2 separate regions of the Mus musculus genome follow, and region 1 is linked to region 2. The links are chromatin contacts, called in public HiChIP or PLAC-seq maps. All regions are on one chromosome and are shown on one strand. Each heading gives the region's core, a stretch centred on a gene start, on an enhancer-like site or on the middle of the called end of the contact. The rest is flanking DNA. Distances are from core to core; before and after follow the strand shown. Region 1 has its middle 28 kb from the start of Gm26054. Region 2 has its middle 8.1 kb from the start of Gm39074.

Evidence for each region. HiChIP or PLAC-seq counts read pairs in DNA pulled down with a chosen protein or histone mark.
Region 1: an H3K4me3 HiChIP or PLAC-seq map of the 230-238 cell line shows a contact between it and region 2, with 4 times the contacts expected there. The contact joins two enhancer-like sites. A contact is called at or near these places in 4 of 484 Hi-C or Micro-C datasets (embryonic stem cells, nephron progenitors and pre-B cells) and 2 of 115 datasets of contacts at active chromatin or transcription factors (the 230-238 cell line and fibro-adipogenic progenitors).

Annotation. Positions count from the first base shown.
Region 1 is chr7:116,921,999-116,927,116 of GRCm38.p6, forward strand. No RefSeq gene overlaps it. Among named protein-coding and RNA genes, the nearest start is that of Gm26054, 28 kb to the right of the region's middle. Within about 2 kb of position 2,768, at least 4 of the 459 cell types and tissues checked have an H3K27ac peak or open chromatin away from gene starts, as enhancers often do. A contact at or near this core is called in the 230-238 cell line, where this site is marked.
Region 2 is chr7:116,706,940-116,712,236 of GRCm38.p6, forward strand. No RefSeq gene overlaps it. Among named protein-coding and RNA genes, the nearest start is that of Gm39074, 8.1 kb to the right of the region's middle. Within about 2 kb of position 3,837, at least 6 of the 459 cell types and tissues checked have an H3K27ac peak or open chromatin away from gene starts, as enhancers often do. A contact at or near this core is called in the 230-238 cell line, where this site is marked.

The DNA.
Region 1 (5,118 bases), core at 1,518-4,017, 210 kb after region 2:
TAGAGTGAGGGAAGCAAGCGGCAAGTGATGCTTAATCTTCATTGCCATCTTGACGGGATCTTGAATCACTTAGCAGACATACCTGTGAGCACATTTAATTGGTGGGGGTGGAGGGGTGGCGAGAGACACCCTGCATGTGGGCGCCATCCCAAAGGCTGGGTCCCTGGACTGAATAAAGAAGAGAAAGAGGGCAGTGCTCCAGTATCCATTGCTCTCTATCTCCTGGGACCACATGACCAGAAACCTCTCACTTCTGTGACTACACCTTCTCGTATATATATAACTGTAAACCAAAGTAAATCTTTTTAAAAAATAATTAAGTTGCTTTTTGTAGATATTTTGTCCCAGGTATGAGAAAAGTAATACTTGAGGGTTGGAAGTTTACATGGACAGAGGTTCTAGGAGTTGAGGGCTAGAGGGGAAGGAGGTTCATCTTGGAATCAGCGAGGGGAATTCAAAGGTTTCTCCAGAAGGATTCTACAGCCTGACAAAAACCACCTTTCAGTTGTCTGCTTTTCCAAGACTGGATGACAGCTCTACCCATGCAAGAGGAGTGGCGTGTGTGTGTGTGTGTGTGTGTGTGTGTGTGTGTGTGTGTGTGCTGGCATTGTGGATAAAAGGTGTGTTTTATCCACAATGAAGAGTGACCCTTTTGTCCCAAAGGTAAAGGTGATCTCTGGACCATATATTCTTATCTAAGGCCTTTGTAGCTCTCAAAATAGCTTTCCAGCTGTGATCACATCTAACATTTGTTTAGTACAGATCCAGCCACCACAGCCTGACACTTTTTTCCTTGTTTTTATTCCTACCATAAGACTATGGAGTTACACATTACCCATATCCTTTTTTTTTTTAAAGATGTGGAAACAGACTCACAAAGGAAATAGAATTGGCTCCTATTAAATATGACACTCTAGTATCAAACTGATCAACTACTTCAGGATTTGAGACCAAGTTTTCTTGGGCCTCTGAAAAAGAATGTGGAATTTCTTTAATTCTGGAATTTATACTGGAGGTCAGAAGTTCATGACAATGTAGTTCTTTGCAGTCACCTTATTAAATAATTTGGATACTTTGCTTCAGCTTAGGGTACAAATGATGATGCCCTTGGCTGCAAAATGATTCCCATGAAAGCACTGGATAGAGTGACCCTTTTGTTCCAAGGGGTCTCCCAAGAATGGGCAAACCCTAAGTCCAGTCTTGGCTCTGTTTGTGACAACGGCCTTGGGAAAGTCACTGAAGCCTTCAGCCTCAGTTTCCCTACTGGTAAAGAGAAAATAATTCTCCAATATCTAACTTACGGAGATTCTAGTGATTGACCCATATATAAAAAATGGTAAACTATGTAAAATCACATAAACTGTATATAGAAACTATATAGAAACATGTATAGGTAATTTTATATAACAAAATGCCATAAACCACATATTCTATAAGCATGTTGAAGAGATGACAGGTTTCATTATTTTTATGTACCTATTATTTTGTATTTATTATTTTTACATTTAAAATCTTATTAATTTGTATTTATTAAATAATAAATTAATAAAATTATTAAAATTTATTTACTAACTGTGTATATGTTATGGCACATGCTAATGGAGGTCAGAGGACAACTTGTGGGAATTGATTCTTTCATTCTACTATGTGGATCCCAGGTATTGAATTTCGGTAATCAGGCTTGGCAGCAATCACCTCTAAACCACCTCACCAGCCTTCATCTTTGCTCTAAGTTCTTAGCCATAAGGAATGAATATTTGTTCCACAACATTTCATTAAGGACGATGATCCAGTCACAAAGAATTGTCCCTTATTATACACAGAAGATTTTTTTTTAAAAAATGTGCTAGTGTAATACATTAATATTGAATTTTAAATCTTTGGCTGAACAAGCTGAAAATGAAGTAAACAATTGCAGCTACTTTGACTCAATCAATAACCCTCCATACTTCAAGATAAGTAGATTTTATTGGTGACTTTTTTAAAAGCATGCGCGTAGGTAGAGATACTGCTCATAATAGCGGCTTTTCTTTGAGTTAGAGGCCATCTTGGCTCTGGAAGGCAACACCCCTGAGCACCTGCTCCCCTCTGGGCTGGAGGTCTGATGACAGGAGGCCAGGGAAGCAGGTCAGACACACTGACAGGTGTAGCAGGATTCAAGTTGTAAATAACTCTGTAGATGTTAGCGAAGGGGACGGGTGGCATTTGAAATAATAAGCACGCTTTCCCTGGGCAGTCACTCCTTCTAACCTTCTGGAAAATTACACTGACCTGCATCTTAGAAAGGGGCATTTATCAAATGGAGATAGGCTTTCCTTGTGGAAAGCACGGAAAGGTGGGAGGCATGGCATGGGGCGGGGCATAGAGACCCTGGGGTGAGCCTGTGAGCTTGGAGTTGCATCCTCTGTGAAACCATATGATTTGGGGAAGGCTGGTCACGCAAGGGGTGAGCCAGACACTGACTCAGTGCAGCGTGTCATAGCCACCTGAGGATAAGGACCCTGCTGTTGGAACCTTGCATCTCTGCATCTTCCCACGTTAAATCAAAGGGAGAGTCCTGCTGTGCCTGTCCCTGTTTAAGGATTTTGGAAATGAAGCCGCTCCCCCCACCCCCCCGCCTCTCTCTCTCTCTCTCTCTCTCTCTCTCTGTGTGTGTGTGTGTGTGTGTGTGTGTGTGTGTGTGTGTTCTGTGTCTGAGGGTATGTGTGGGGGTTAGAGGACAGCCTTGAGTGTTGTGGTTCCTACCTTAGTTTTTGAGAGGCTCATGGCTGGAGAGGAAGCCACAGGAATCTTGGTGCCTCCCTCTCTCTGGCACTGGTATCATAAGCACAGCTGCTACCACACCTGGCTTTTCAAAATTTATATTCTGGGGATCAAACTCAGGTCCTCACGGTTGTGGAACAAACACTTTGACCACAGAACCATCTCTCCAGCTCCTGTTTTTGATATATTTTAAAAACACAGGCTAGTCAACCATGCAAGGCTCAGATTAAATGAATCCCTTCATGTCATATCAGGGAATAAGTTTGTGACCTTGGACATAATGAACTTATTTGATACAAATCCCAGCAGAGAAGGCTTTGTAGCCACAGTAGAGAGCCAAGCTCTTTAAACAACAGGCTGCAACCCATCAGGGGATTGTGGTGTTAACACTACAGTACATGCTTTTTTTTTAAAGGAACAAAATAGAAAGTGTCAGAACGTATCTCATATGCAGAACAAGAACATAAGGGCAGAAGGACCATACAGCTCAGCTTCCTGAACTGTTATGGTGGCCTCCAAGTGTGCTGAACATGAGAGGACAATTCACAGTTCCGGGTAACCACAATAGTTCCTTCCTTAGACTCATCCTGTTTTTGGAACTCATCTGTACTCCACAGCTTCTTCAGTACAGAGCTGCTAGCCAGTTGATGGCAATGGAAATTCTCTTTCTAGGCGATTCTATGTTATTTGCATTCATAATTAAAACCAACCAACAGAGGTATACCCTTTCATTTCACCTATAAAGGCACAATGCTTGTGGTCAGGAGTCAGCATTTCATAGATTGTGAGCACAGGGGGAGCTAGTTTCCACCTGGTCCTGAGCTTTCCTGCTTGGAGCCATGGGTGAATGAATGCATAAGGGACTGACAGCTTTCTTCCTGCTCCATTGCTTCTATCTGATGAGAACCCCTTCTCTTGTGAGATGTAATGATTCCTCTCGCCCCATCACAACATTTAATAAAAGAGAAGTGATAGCTCAGAGAGGTTAAGTGTCTGTGGACAGAGACTTGAACGATGTCAGAAGTAATTTCTGTCTATCTCTCATCTTTGGCTCTTGGCTATATATTAGCATAAAGCTTTATGCAGCTCCCTCGAGACACACAGGCTGCCTCTCTCAGATGGAAAATATGGCTGAAAACACATATGCATACTCACCTTCTCTCTTATTTCATTGCCCAGCTTCAGTGATCAGCAGAGATTGTTCTTGTTTCCTTTTCCTGGCTGACTAAGGGTGTTACAAGGCAAGGCCATCGCAGCTGCAGCAGGAGGATCGTGAGTGGAGAATCAGACAGAAATGATCCCTAGTGTAAGGGCGTGTTGTGGGTGCTAGAGAGATGGCTCAGTGGGTAACAGCACTTGTGGCTATTAAAGAGGCCTGGAGTTTGATTCCGAGCACCCACATTAGATAGTTGCATGTGACTCTAGCTCCAGGATATCAGGCACTCTCTTCCACCTTCTGTGGGCACCTACACCCCTGTAAGCACATGCACACGCACACTCACACATGTGCACACATGCACGAATTAAAAATGAATGAAAAGAGCCTATTTTTATTTGCAGTGCCTCCTTTTCTCAGGTGCTTCCCACAGGTCTGTGTTTGTTCATCTGACAAATGTTTCCTCTATTTATTCTTTCAAGCAGTAGTCAATGACCACTGGAAAGGTACCTGCTAGGTTGTAATCTGTGATTTGATTTTAAACCATTGAGTGAAACGTCACTAGGGATAAGGAACAGAGGATAATGTGAGCAGGCAGAAGAAGAGCACATCTGTGCTCTGAGTGCCTGCTGTGATGTCCTGAAGCTGCTTCCGTGTCTCCCTTTACCAGCCCAGATGTTCCATCACCGCAGAAATGTTACATCAATGATCATAAGATCTTAGAGTAAATGAGAGGGGTAAAAACGCTGGTTCTGAACTCAAGACTCTTGAGTTCAAATTTTGCATTATTACTCATTTTCTTTTTTTTTTTAAAGATTTATTTATTTATTATATGTAAGTACACTGTAGCTGTCTTCAGACACTCCAGAAGAGGGCTTCAGATCTCGTTATGGATGGTTGTGAGCCACCATGTGGTTGCTGGGATTTGAACTCCTGACCTTCGGAAGAGCAGTCGGGTGCTCTTACCCACTGAGCCATCTCACCAGCCCTATTACTCATTTTCTGAACACTTAATCTTGGGGAAAATGCTTAATTTCTTTATGCTCCAATTTTCTTATCCATAAGAGGAGAAATTTACTAGCTCTTACCTCACAGGATATTACATAGAAAGGGAATAATATGGGCTGAGAAGATAGCTCAGTTACAAAGTGTATGGCATACATACCTTAGAATCCTTTTCAATCTCTAGAACTCACATT
Region 2 (5,297 bases), core at 2,587-5,086:
AGAGAAGCTTCTTTGAGGAGGTGTGGGAGCTCCAGTTATCCGTGGGTAGAAGAATGTGATTAAGAATGCAGTAAGGAGTTATGCTGGTCTAGCATAATTCTAGCAGCAGTAGATTAAAGAGTAGAGAAAGCTAGCTGAGTGTTTAGCATGTGTGCATCCCAGTCTCTCTGCTCTTGACTGGATGTGATGTGACCAGTTGTCTCAAGATCCTGCCATGTGACTGCCTTGCAGTGATGGGCTGTGACCTGGAACTGTAAACCCTTTCTCCTTCAAGTCGTTTTTTTTTTTTTTTCGGTTTATTTTATTACAGAATAGAAACAAATTTAACTACGTACACATATTATATACAGACATATGGAAATGTATGTGATTTATAGTCTGTATTTAACTTTGTTTTCTATATTAAGTGTACATATGTATTTATCTATAGTTAATACCTATAATGAATGTACACATATATAGTAATATAGTATATATATTGCATATAGCTGAATAGTTTATGTATGTAATATATAGCTACGGTTATACACACCTATAAATTTTGTTAATTATAATCATCTATACCGCTACCTCTATATAAACATATTTATAATATATAAATACTCATAGCATATATTAAATGGAACATGATATTAAACTAAAATATTTTTCCATACTATTCTGGTTTTCCATATGTAATGATTGCACTGTATAGTAAGAGAACCCTCTATGTGTATATCTACATATGTAGGTAGTTGTAGTGTGTATGACATTATTTATGTACAGTAAGCACCTCTGTACTCCACGAGAAGGTCCGTAGGTTGCAGGCTGCATGCTCAGCCACTGATTATAGAAAGCTATTATCTGAGGTCTGGGCCATAAGATCTGTGATCACTCTTAGAACAGGAGCTGTGGTCAATGAGCGAATGTCCAGCAAGTGTTGGAGACGCCATTGTGCCAGCAGCAGCCCCTCAGTTCTTGGATCCTGGAAGGAAGGGGCGTGGAATTCACATGAAGCTGCTGAGTAGGAGAATGGAAGACCTTTATTTTAACAGCTGTTCCTGGCACACTCAGGCTCTGTGAAGTTCTAGCTTTGTTGTCTTGGGCCATATTGCAGAGGGCGGGGGCGGGGGGGGGATGGTGGTGAAGGGAAGAGAGAGAGAGAGAGAGAGAGAGAGAGAGAGAGAGAGAGAGAGGTGTATGTAAGTATGACTGTGTGTTTGAATGTGTTTGAATGTGTCTATATGTGCACATGTGCATGGGTTCATGTGTGTGTCCATGTGCTTGTGCATGTGTATGTATGCTCATGTGGAGGTCAAAGGTCACCCTTGGCTGTCATTCCTCAGGTCCTGTCCATCTTACTTTTTGAGGAAGAGAGGGTCTTCAGTTGGCCTGAAACTCACTGATTAGACATGTCTGGCTAGCCACAGCTCCAGGGAACCACCTGTCTCTGCCTCCTTAGTGCTGGGATTTAAGCATGTGTCTCCATCCCAGGTTCTCTTTGCACATGGGTTCTGGACATCAAACTCAGGCTCCTATGCATGGACTAACCGAGCCATCTCCCTGCCCCTTACATTTCTTGTGCCTCCTGAGGTGAGAGCTAAGCTTTGGATCCCTGTAGGTCTGATGTGACTCATGCATTCTGTAGCCTGCAGGAGGACTTCCTGGCTTCTGCAGAAAACTTGGTCATTAATAACCAGAGTGGGGTCCAGGCACAAACTCTTTCCCATTCGTCTCTACCTGCACCGTCAGCACCCTGGAGAACTTTAACTGCTGCGTTCAGCCCATTACGTTGATAATTTTGGTTTTGTCCTACAAACCAAAGCACCCTTGTTTATTCTTCCTTGCTTTCCCTCCAATAACAAAGTCAATCTACTCCCTCACCCTCTGCCTAGCTTGCTCTTGAAATCAATAGCCTTGGAAATGTCAATGTATTCCTGAGTGAGCTGCTGGGGGTGGGAGAAGGGGGAGGTGAGAGCAGGAGCGGCGAGCTGACAAGCAGACTTCTGGCATCCCCAGGCAAGCAGGCTGCCCTCTGCAAGTCAGACCAGGCAGAGTCCTGGTCTCTCTCTGGGCTTCAGCACCTGGGCACACAGATATGGCTCTTTGGATAATGAAAATTCATATCTGTCACTGTCATAGTGCCTCCAAACCTCCAAGATGACTGCAGGAAGCTTTCAGCTCCTAATAGCGGCCAAGGAAACCCAATAATGTCCACACTCATTGTCTTAGTTGGATTTCTGTTGCTGTGGTAAACACCACGAGCCAAACCCAACTTGGGTTCATAGGGTTCACTTGCCTCTCACTTGCACATCTCAGTCCAGAACTGAAGGAAGGCAGCGCAGGGTAACTTTCATTTTTTCAAACCCTACTTTTAATGATGGTTCTTAAATGCCAGCACATTCATTAAAATACCACCCTCCATCTCTGTCTATGTGTCACCCGGTTACCTGATCCATGATGCCAGAGTCTGTGAGTCTTGGCTGAGGAGAGACATAGAGCTGACTATTGGTAAACCAGCTTTGAACCCAACAAGGTAACTTTTTTGGAATGTCAGTCAATTAGAGGGCCATGTGTCCAACTTGCTAAGTTATTCTCCACCGGTGGAATAAGCCAATTAAAGCTGAATTAGAGTATATAAAGGTTTACTGGGAAGCCACTGGGAGGCTGGCCAGGGAAGTCGCTATGGGGAGGGAGACTGAGGGGAGGGAGAAGAGAAAGAGAAAAAGAGCATGAGTGTGTGGAGAGAGAGAAAGAGGAGGGGGGGGGAATGCAGAGGTGGGGGGGGCAACCAAGATGTCTGGATTCTATAGGGAGGAGCATCTGGAGGAAGGAAAGTCCAGCCCCAGGCTGGAAAGTTCAGGGCAGAGATGGGTTTGCCAGGTAGGGACTGAGGGATGCTGGGGGAACCTGGAGGCCAGGGTCACCTTGTATGTTAAATATGCACTTCAGCTGTTTGTATGGGGTCTGAATCCCAACACAACTAAGACTTCAGTTTGCTTCCTGAAGAACAAGGTGCTAAGCCAGTAGTCAGAAGTTACTGCTTGAGGAAAGAGGTGTCAATACTGAGTGTTTACTGGGTGCTAGCCATGTCTTTAATACTATCCTCGTATTATTGTGACACATCCTCACCTATCCCAGAGGCTCAAGATCACCTTGAGTTCAGGGGGATAATAAATGGCCAGCCACACCAACATCAAGGCTCTAACACACACACACATACACACACACACACACACACAGTCTCTGTCCCCCTCTCTCTGTAGCTCTGTCTCTGTGCCTCTGTCTCTATCCTTCTTTGTCTCTCTGTCTTTCTGTCTCTCTCTCCCTCTCCCTCCCTCCCTCCCTCTCTCTGTGATCTTTCTCAGGCCTGTTTGCCTCATCCAAGGGCAGAAGGAAGGGGTGGAAGAGCATTTGAAGCTGAACTTCCTCTGAGTGTTAAAAGCATAGCAAGAGCCAGGCCTGAATTGTGCTTAGTCGTACTTTATACTTCAAAATAGTTGATGCTATTATAATCTTCATAATTATTCTGCTTTGTGTAAAACATTTGCTTTCAGACACTTCTGCCTTCAGCACATTTGTAAAAATATTTTTCTTGTTTTCACTCTGAAAACATGTAAAATAAATTCAGATAGAATATCTGTCTTCAAAGAGATGGCCATCTGGTTAGGGGAGTGGGCATGAGAGGAGGGGAAGAGATAAATGATAAAGTTCTGTCATCTTTATCACTTAGGAGGAGCAAAGAGGGGAGCTTCATGAAGCCTGGGGAAGTCTGTGGGGTCTGAACTGATGAAGGTTGAGAAGGAGGTGTCCCCCATGGGAGGGTATCAGGCTCCAGCAGCAGAAACAGCAGGTGCAAAGGCACTGGGGTGAGGAAGGGCTTGGGCCACTGGGGAAAGCTGCAGGCAGGTTGTGGCCTCTGAGATGAAGAGGGTTTGCTGAGAAATGGCTAGGGCTGGACTGGCTGCTGGCTGCACTGTGTTCAGAAAGTCTTCCTGGCTGAGGAGCAGAGATTTCTTCCTTGAAGACTGTGTGTGCGCATGCTCACTTGTGCATGGATGTGTGACTGTGTGTATGCATACATGCATGAGCATTTCTGTGTACCTGTTCAACCTTAGGTGTTGTTTGTCAGATTCTGTCTACCTTTTTCCTTTTGAGACAGGATCTTTCTCTAGCCTAGAGCTCACCAGGGAGGCTAGACAGCCTGATCAATGAGTTCCAGGGACCCTCTTGTCTCTGCCTCCCCAATGGGTGAATAGCACATTACCACACCCCCATTTTAAATTGAAAACCTTATTATTTTATTTTATGTGTATGGATGCTTTGCCTGCACGAATGTCTATGTATCATGTGACTGACTTGTGCCCACAGAGGCCAGAAGATGACTTCAGATCCTCTGGAATTGGAGTTACAGACAATTGTGAATCATCATGTGGAACTGAACTGAGTCTTCTGGAAGAACAGTCAGTGCTCTTAACTGCTGAGCCATCTCTCTAGCCTCCTGAGGTTTTTTTGTTTGTTTTTTTGTTTATTTTGTTTTTTGTTTTGTTTTGTTTTGTTTTGTTTTTAAGTGGGTTCTGGGGAATCGAACTTGGGTCCTCATACTTACAAGGTAAGCACTTTACTAACTGAGCCATCTTTCCAGCTCCCATTGAAGACTTTTGAATAGGAATGTTACACACTTGAAGTTTTGTTTCAGATGACTCTTGTATACCCTTTGTGGGATTTTGCCGGTAATGACTGGAAGTAGGGGAGGTGACAGGGGAAGCTACCAGACTGCCCCCCAGCATCCTTGACTGTTGATAGTTTGAATATGGTTGGCCCAGGGAGTGGCACTATTAGGAATTGTGGCTTTTTTGAGTAGGTGTGGCCATGTAGGAGGGAGTGTGTCATTGTGGGCGTGGGCTTTAAGACCTTCATTCTAGCTCCCTGGAAGCCAGATTCTCCTTGTGGCCTTCAGATGAAGATGTAGAACTATCAGCTCCTCCTGAACTAGGCTTGCTTGGACATTGCCATGCTCCTGCCTTGGCGATACTGGACTGAACCTGTAAGCCAGTCCTAATTAAATGTTGTCCTTCAAAGAGTTGCCTTGGTTATGATGTCTGTTTACAGAAGTAAAACCCTAAGACATTGAGTTTCTGAAGAGTTTTACCTACTGTTGGATTTTGGATGTGAAGTGTCTCCTACAGACTGGCTGGGAGGGGTGTCTTCAGGAGGTGGGTGCTCAGGAGGGAGCCCTGAGGGTCACAGCCCAGCTTCAGTTCCTGCCTGAACATTCTCTGCTTCCCGCTCTCCCCAGCTATCAGCAAGCTGTTTCT